3 separate regions of the Sus scrofa genome follow, and regions 1 and 2 are each linked to region 3. Evidence: chromatin contacts called from public Hi-C and promoter capture Hi-C data. All regions are on one chromosome and are shown on one strand. The core of a region is the stretch at or near the end of the contact, and the rest is flanking DNA. Distances in the headings are between cores, read along the strand shown. Region 1 overlaps LOC106509841 (a long non-coding RNA gene). Region 2 has its middle 81 kb from the start of ZFP36L2. Region 3 overlaps LOC106509843 (a long non-coding RNA gene).

Evidence for each region. Promoter capture Hi-C pulls out the DNA fragments that hold promoters and counts their contacts. A called contact is a pair of places that touch in the nucleus more often than the background predicts.
Region 1: a Hi-C map of liver shows a contact between it and region 3, with 4 times the contacts expected there. A contact is called at or near these places in 3 of 47 Hi-C or Micro-C datasets (all in liver) and 1 of 2 datasets of targeted methods (skeletal muscle).
Region 2: a contact with region 3 is called in a promoter capture Hi-C map of liver, with 5 times the contacts expected there. A contact is called at or near these places in 1 of 5 promoter capture datasets (liver), 3 of 47 Hi-C or Micro-C datasets (alveolar macrophages, embryonic fibroblasts and skeletal muscle) and 2 of 2 datasets of targeted methods (alveolar macrophages and skeletal muscle).

Annotation. Positions count from the first base shown.
Region 1 is chr3:97,225,833-97,228,718 of Sscrofa11.1, forward strand. The region is part of intron 2 of LOC106509841 (a long non-coding RNA gene); the gene reads left to right. Among named protein-coding and RNA genes, the nearest start is that of ZFP36L2, 27 kb to the left of the region's middle.
Region 2 is chr3:97,280,349-97,283,195 of Sscrofa11.1, forward strand. No RefSeq gene overlaps it. Among named protein-coding and RNA genes, the nearest start is that of ZFP36L2, 81 kb to the left of the region's middle.
Region 3 is chr3:97,411,726-97,414,425 of Sscrofa11.1, forward strand. The region is part of intron 6 of LOC106509843 (a long non-coding RNA gene); the gene reads right to left. Among named protein-coding and RNA genes, the nearest start is that of TRNAI-UAU, 150 kb to the right of the region's middle.

The sequences.
Region 1 (2,886 bases), core at 334-2,833, 190 kb before region 3:
ATGAAAGGGGAGGAAGGCAGGTCTGGGGCATAATTTGGGGAGCCCAGCACAAATTGGAAATTTAGGGCCCCTTGTTCAAATTTTTTTTGGGGGGGTAAATATAAAAAAGATACCTTTATTGTTTTAGCAGGCTAATACCTTAAAGATCGTGCCCCTAAACTTTTTAATTACAGGATGGCCCCTGAAGTATGAAACCAAGCCCAGGGTCTTTCTAAGCACGTGTCCATAAAGCCAGCCCTGCAGGAGGGGCTGGTTCCTCAAGTGGGGGCACTTCATGGAGAGAGGGGAAGAGGCTGGCACACAGACCCAAGGGCCGGGGAGGATCTAGGCTCCTGGACTGTTGCAAAGAGGGAAAGATGAGGCTTGAGTAGGTAGGTTGGTACCAGATCCAGAAGGTTCCTGACCACTCAAATTGGAACTTGATCCTGGAGGTAAACACTAAAGTTTCTGAGCCCCAGGGAACCAGGAGGCTTCCATGGGCCAAGCTGGAACAGGAGTGGGTCCATAGAAATCAATTCCTCTCTAGATGATTGACAGAAGAGGAAACTAAAGCCCAGAGAGGGACAGAGACTTGCCCAAGGTCACCCAGACAGGGGTACAGAGCCAGGCTAAGCTCTAGCTGCCTGGACCTTGTCTCGGGTTCTGTGGGGAATAAACTGAGAACTGATGTGTGGGGTGGGAGGGCAGATTGTGCTGGGCCTCCCAGGTTCGGTCCACCTAAAGGGCAGGACCTACCTTCCCCAGAACCCTCAGTCAGGACTGTTCTGGGTGTCCCTTTCCTCTGGCCCTGCCGCTGTGTCTCTTGTGTTCCCCATTCCTTGTCCATCCTCATACTTTTCTATTACCTGCCATGTTGGCCCCACAAAGCTGTGCCTCACCACGCCCCCTACCCCTACCCTCCTGGCCAGGCGATGGCCCACAAGGGAACGGGTGCCCAGAGCAGGGGTCCCTGCCACAGGAAGGAAGCTATGGCCCAGGAACTTCCTCTGAGCCCTGACCCAGGAGCAGCTACTCCCCCCACCCCAACTTTCTGCATCCTGCCCCTCCCCCCATTCAACTTGGTGCTCTGCCCCCCATACTCCTTTCTGTGCTCCAGGACCCCCCCACCCTAAGACCCACCCAAGGCATTTGGAAACTTCCCTGAGGCTTCAGTGCCCCCAGAAGCCCCCAATCCGTTACTTCTCCATATTCTTTGCCAAAAAGGAGAGCTTCCAAAGCCACCTTGCAAATATATGCAAATGAGATGCAAACAGGCTAGGGGTCGAATCAGAGCTGCCCTACACCACAGCCACAGCAATGCTGGACCTGAGCCACAGTCTGCGACCTACAACACAGCTCCCAGCAACCCTGGATCCCTAACCTGCTGAGCAACGCCAGGGATCGACGTCCTCATGGATACTAGTGGGGTTCATTACCGCTGAGCCAGGACAGGAACTCCCAGGGATTCACCCTTTGAAAATCAGTCTCTTGGGTGGTTGCTTCCCTCCTTCCTGCTCTGCCAGATTCACCTAAATTTGTAAGTGTTAGTGACTGTGAGAAAGTCAGAGCAGAAACGCAGCCCAAGGATAGGGCGGAGACCAGGGCCTCTGTGCCCGGGTGAAGGGGCGGGGCCTGGGCTGCCCTTCCCTCTGCCCCGGGAGGCCTGCAGCAAAGGGTGTGTGGTGTGCTGGGAGTTGAAACATTGTACTTAGCTAAGAAGTTTCCTGGGCTTTCTGGAGGGGGGGCCCGGCCGGGGGTGTCATTGTCAACGGTGGGGAAGGGCAAGACTCTGAGGGGCGGTGGCCTAGGGAGGGGGCTGGGGCAGAGAGCAGCAGGGCAAGGCTGCCAGGGTGCCAGGGTGCCAGGGTGAGCTGGGGGGAAAGGCCTGAAGCCCCCAGGGGAAACCTTCCCAGGCCTGGAAGCGCCCGTTGGGGCCACGCCCAGTGCAGCCCTCACTCAGTGCCACCGCTGCCCTGGGAGCTCATGTGGGAGGCACCTGGCCAGCAACGTACTTGACCTCCGGGGCCCTTGGTTTCCTCATTGGAAAACACAGGCGATGGTGTGAGGAAACCACTGTGCAATGCTGATTCTAAGCAGTCCAGGTCCGGTAAGATGATTTACAACCCTTATGTAGAAAGAAGGAAGGTGATAGGTCTTTCTAGAAGTCTCTGCGAGAAGCTTCACACCGTGTCTTCAAGGGACGAGCCCTATTTTAGGAGGGACTTGGAAATCCTTGTCCAAAGTTCTTGAGTCTCCCTGTGGAGTCTCCTGGGTCACATGCTTGGGACGCAGAAGACAAGGAGGACCTTTGCTGGGAAGGGTCCCACGCAGGGGAGGCCCTATGGGATTAAGAGTGCAAGTATCACTGTAGGTGAGAGAAAGTTAAATGGAAGAAGGAAAGATGCAGTCGGTAACTGGTCTGAAGAGCTGAACTGGGGGTTCAGACCGCTATGGGAAGAGCAACCGATGCTAAGTTCTTTAAAATCGTGTTTGGCAGGAGTTCCCTTCGTGGCTCAGAGGTAACGAATCTGACTAGGATCCATAAGGATGCAGGTTCAGTCCCTGCCCTCACTCAGTGGGTTAAGGATCTGGTGCTGCCGTGAGCTATGGTGTAGGTTGCTGTGGCTGTGGTGTAGGCCAGCAACTGTAGCTCCGATTTAGCCTCTAGCCTGGGAGCCTCCATATGCCATGAGTGCGGCCCTAAAAAGAGAAGACCAAAAAAAAAAAAAGACAAAAAAAAGTGGTGTATGTCTTTCAGGTCAGGTAGGCCAGACTGCCACTTTCTAGCTGTATAACTTCATCCAGCCTCAGTTACCCCATCTGTAAAATGGGGATGATAAAGGTGTCCCCAGGCTTGCAGTTCTGCAGGGTAGTACAAGCTCATGTGGGTGTTTAGTGGGCAGGTTC
Region 2 (2,847 bases), core at 338-2,837, 130 kb before region 3:
GTAGTGGATATCTCCGGCTATGAAAACCTGTGTGTTTTGGGGGAGGGTGGTGAAGCTTAAGGGACCGAGTATGTGTGTGTGTGTGTGTGTTTGTGTGTGTGTGGTGTCACCTGTGTGTGCCAGTGTGTGAATGCATGGACTTGTCCTTTCTCCTCTCCACCCATTCAGATTTGCTCTCATCCTAAAAGGCCCAGGTCAAGCCTCCTCCCTTTTTTCTAGTTCCTAACCTCCCGCCATCCCCTCTCTCAGTCATTGCTACCCCCATCCTTTGGTGGTGGTCTGGCTGGCTTAGAGGGGATCTGCCTTCTAGAACTCCATCTCGCACAAACTGCAGGGCTGGGTGGGGCTGTAGACACATCCCGTCCCCTGATCAGCCATCAGCTTCCCTCTCCTGAGGCCAACTGCCCCCCGCCCAACCGCCATGGGGTGCTTGAATGCAGAAGGAGCTGGCAGCCTCAGCAGAGGCAGGTGGTGGCAGGCTCCCTGCCCCCGAGTGGCCAGCTGGCCCCCAGGCAGCAGGATGCAGCTCCTCACTGCACTCTCTCAGTGAGCTCCCAGGCACAGGTTGGTCAGGGAGCCTGGGGACCCCAGAGACTTCCCCCACCCTCCCCCTAGAGGCCCCCAGTCTAGGGCCTTCTCCCTGAGCTCAGGCCCCCAAGGGGTGGTAGGCTCCTTCTGGTCTAAACCCTTTGTCCCTCTCTGTCCCCTACTTCCCATGACACTGGTTCCTGTGGGAGCCCTTTCGCTTTTGCTGTAGGTACCAGAAGGTCCATTTTCTTTAACCCACGGGGCGTCAGCCCTCACTCTTGGCAAGGTGAGCAGATGCCAGAAGGCGTGGGGCCACGTCGGTCCACCAGCAGGCCAGGTTGTCCTTCCCTCAGTCCTGGCAAGGCATGCCTCTGCCTCAGGGCCCTTGTTCTAGCTATTTCCTCTGTCTGGAATGTTTTCTTCCAGACCTTGCTTGGCTCCTTCTCCAAGCTTTTGTTGAAATGTCACCTTTTCAGTAGGGCCTCCGTGGACCACCCAGTTTAATACTGTGACCTGTGTACACATGGGCACACACCCCTCTTGTCACCCCCCCCAGCACAGCCCCTCCCCCTCACCCCCCCAGCACATTACAGCTCTCAGCGTGGTTCCATCTCCTCTCTTCCCCTGTGTCACCTGCCACCTACTGACACACCTGACTTCACTTGCTTCATCTACTGTGTCTCCCCAACAAGAATATTGACCCCACGAGGGCAGGGATCTTTGTTTTGCTCGTGGATGTTTCCCAAGTGCCTGGAACTGCTGGGCCATTTTAGATGCTCTACAGACCTTTGTACAGTGTTGTTAGGACTGTCACCCAGAGGAGAGCAGCTGCACAAGCAAAGGCTGGTCCTCTGAGGGGCCAGACGGGGGCTAGCTGTCGGACCCCGCAACCTGTGGTCAGAGGGGATGGACGCTGTGCTCCCTCCCAGGGGAGGACCAGCTCCCTTCCACCCCACCTGCCCCCCTCCCTGGAACCACACCCCCAGGGCAGCCTTGCACACGTCTGTTGGCTCACACCTGCAGACCCTGCACCCAGGGCCCCACCTCCCGCCAGCCCTTGTGCACTCGCCCTTGACGTGGTGGCTGTGGTTTCAAGGCCTTAGAGGTGCAGATTGGAGTCAGGGCATCCTGTTCTCTGTGGCTGCAGCAGCAGGTGGGGGTGGGGGACAGGTTCCCCTGCAAACAGGCACACGCAAAGGCCCCTTCTCCCTGCCTTCTTACACACGCGAATACACACATGTGCACGCAGACAGATGGACACCGGGTGGCCCCCGTAGGCTGGCAGCTCTTAGGCCCCAGGCACAGGAACCGAGCACCCATCTGTAGCCGACCCACTGGGGGCAGGGAGCTGCTGGCTCCCTTCCCTGTGCCTGAGCTCCCACCTTCACAACTTCATGCCCAGCACATGGCCTGCCAACCTCATCTCAGGTCTTTTCTTTGGGGGAAGTCTTGTTCTGCCGCCTTCTGTCCTAACCACATCCCTGTGGGAGGGGTGGTGTATTCAGCCCTCAGTGGGGTCCAGTTGTCCAGCCAGTCCTGGGAGCATACTGATCCCTGGCTCAGAACCCTGCCATGGCTCCCCAATGCCCGCCAGGTCCAACCCAAACCCCTGGTCCTGGGCCTCCCCTGCTCCAGGGATCTCCACTTTGAGGAGAGGTGAGGGTGCCCTCTGGAGCCAGGCATCCTGGTTTGAATGCCAGTTCTGTGTGACCTCAGGCAAGTCGCTTAACCTCGCTGTGCCCCAGCGTCCTGCCTCACAGAGCTGTTGTGAGAATTACATAGGTTTATATATGCAAAGCATTTAGCACAGCACCTGCTCTGCAAGAAAGTTGTCAATAAATGATAGCTGGAAAGGATGTCTGTTTCCTGCCAGAAAGGACCTGAGAAATGTCTTCCAATGGGGCTTGTGGCTCAGCTCTCAGCTCTGGCCTTTCAGACTGAGCCAGCAGCTTCCAGGCCACCTGGGAGCTGGCTGGAGACTCAGAGTGCCAGGCCCCCTGGGAGTCCTAAAGCAGCAGGTGGGGGGAGGGGCCTGTACACTGTGGCCTGTAGCCATTTGTGGGGTGGGAGTCCCCTAAGCCCCCATCCCAGCCTCAGACTGGTCCACCACCTGCATCCTCTGTCTTCTGGCCTTGCCAAGGCCCCTCTGCCTTGCAAGGCTCCTGCAGGAAGAATGCCTGTCAACTTTGCCACCTCAGTGCCCACAGCTCCTATTTTCCTAGAGCCTCAGTTCCTCAAGAAGAAAGGGAATAAAAACACCCACATCCAGGGAGGTCAGGGATGAGCAGTGCACCACCGAGGCAGCCAGTCAGGGCTGAG
Region 3 (2,700 bases), core at 131-2,630:
CCATTCGGGCTCCAGGCTCAGACTCCCAAATGTCTTATCCCCACCCGCTGGCGGGGTGGGGGAGGTGGGAACTGTGGGTGGGAGGAGGGGGAAGGGGAGAGGCTGGGCCGAGGGGACAGAATTCAATAGCTGCTTTCTTCCTGAAGGCTTCCCCCACCCCCAGTGGTCACTGATTAACCCTCCAGACCAGATAACCCCTCTATGGGAGGAAAAAAAAAAATGTGTGTTTATCTTGGGTCATAAAACCTCAATATTGACTTCTCACAGGTGAAGCCAAAGGGGACGGGGAGGTTGGGGGGTGGGGTGTGAGGCTCGCCACCCCTTCCTCTCAAGGCCTGAGACACACTTGCTGGACATGCAGAGCCCAGACCACCAGGTCCCCTTCCCTAAGGAGGATCTTGAGTGATCAGGCTGCAGTAGCTGAGGAAGCTGGGTTTAAGCCTCAAAAGCACCCCCCGGGTAGCCCCTTCAATGGCTGCAGGGGGCCTGTTCCCCTGCCTGCTCTCCTCATGCTGCCCTGTCCCCAGCAGATGAGGGAGTGGCACAGGTCCCCGGGCTGCTTCTGCTCTGCTGTTTCCCAACTCTGGGACCTGGACGGGGGACCGACCTGAACCTCAGGTTCCTGCACTGTCAAACGGGGGTCACACCCTGCCCACAGGATGACCGAGATCACTTCTGCTTCTAAGAAACTCTGGGAGCTGGTGCTGCTGTAAACAGCAACATTCCCCCTCTGTTCGCTCTCTTCTCTCCTCCTCCAGGTCCTGGGGTTGGAGACCTGCCTCCTTGCTCCCGGCTGAGGCCTCCTTCACGAGGCTTTGGAGTGGACAGTGCTGGGCTCCTCCAGGGCTAGAGAGGTGGTCTGACCCCGGCTGGGGGTCCCTATCCCTCTTCCCTCTGTCCCAGAGTCACTCGAACCTTCCCTTTGGCTGGCGTTTTCCATCAGAAGGACTGAGGAGCGGGTGTGTGGCCCCATGCTGTTTGGGATAAGGCGACTGGGACTCAAGAGTCCAGCTCTGTGCGCCTCAGGGAACCTCACACCTGCATCCCTGGGCCTTCTCTCCATCCTCCGTGTCTTTGCTTTGGGGGGCAAGGTGTTACTGCTGCTCCTCTCTGACCCTGTGGAGGGTCAGACGAGGAGGTTTCCAGCCACCCTGCCCAGGGCCCTTTCCACACCTCAATCAATTCTGCGCTCGAGGAGCAGAGGGGGACACATTGGGCTCCTTTGATCCTCAGCCAAAGCCAGGATTCTCTCTCTCCTCCCTGGCCCCAGGTGTGCCCCACCTGAGGCAGTGGGAGGCCAAGGCCCCAGCCCTGAGCACCCTCCATCCAGCTGGCTGGAGGGGCCCTGTCCCCGGGTACCTGGTCAATTATTAACACTGAGCAAACTCAGGCCAGCGGGCCTTCCAGCAGGGTCAGGTCCAGACAAAGGCCCTGCTGTCTCCCTCAGCTGCCATCTTGGGGAGGGGGGAGGGTTACTGGCCGGTCAGTCACCCCATGGTGGCAACACCCCTGCCTCTGGCAGGGCCTGGAGTGGCTGCCACTCCACAAGGACTTGGGTGGAGAGAGGCTCTGGAAGAAGAAGGCGATGGGGTGGGGTTTGGCCACAGGCCTGGGTTTAAGCCTCAGCTTCAGGTTTGTGAGCAAGCCTGGGATGGGGGCCGGAGAGAGGAGGACTGCCGCGGGGCTCCCCAGGTGGGGCACTTCTGCCACTGCCTGCCACAGGGCCACTGGGGGTGGTGACCCACCTTGAGAGCAGCTCTCAGCCCCATCCTTTCTCCCTCCTTCCTCCCACCCCCTCTGCCTTCCTTAGCAAGTCTGTTGAGTGTCTTCTGTGTGCCAGCTCCCTCCTTAGTGTCCCCTGAGTCGCGTTCCTCCCATCCCCCCAACTTCCGCTCCTTCCCCGTGCCTTTGCTCATGCTTTCCCATGATCCTGGAAACCCTTCCTCTTTCTCCCTCGGAATCTCCTTCCTCCCCCAAGACGTCCTCCCTGAGCCCACCCTGACCCAATCCCCTGATGCCTCCCACCCCAAAGCTCTTCTCACGGTACGTGGGCCACCTCCCCAGCTGCACGGCGAGCTCCTTGGTGGGAGCTCCCCCATCCCCGCTCTGCCATGGACAATGAGCACCGTTAGTAGGTTTATCAGCAATGCCACCCCCAGCCACCAGTCCAGCAAGAAGTTACTTTCTTTTATTTTTTTGTCTGTCTTTTTAGGGCCACATTCATGACACATGGAGGTTCCCAAGCTAGGGGTCTAATTGGAGCTGTAGCCTATGGCCTAGGCCAGAGCCACAGCAACGTCAGATCCGAACCGCATCTGCGACCTACACCACAGCTCATGGCAATGCTGGATCCTTAACCCACTGAACGAGGCCAGGGATTGAACCCACAACATCATGGTTCCTAGGCAGATTCGTTTCCACTGTGCCACGACGGGGAACTCCCAAGTTACTTTCTTGAAGAACAGTAACTCAGAAGTCACCATTTACGTTGGTCAGAAAATTCCAGATACACAGCAGAGTCCCAAAGTCAGCCCTGCCCACCCAGACCCCCTCAGCTGGCTGCCCAAGATGTCTGAGAGCTCTCTTTACTGTCATCCCCTTCCTCCCTCACTCCCAGCCCAGCCAGTAAGCTCTTTGGTTCGGGAACAGACGAGGACACCCCTGGCTGACACTTACAGCTGCCCGCGGATCCAGCCCTAA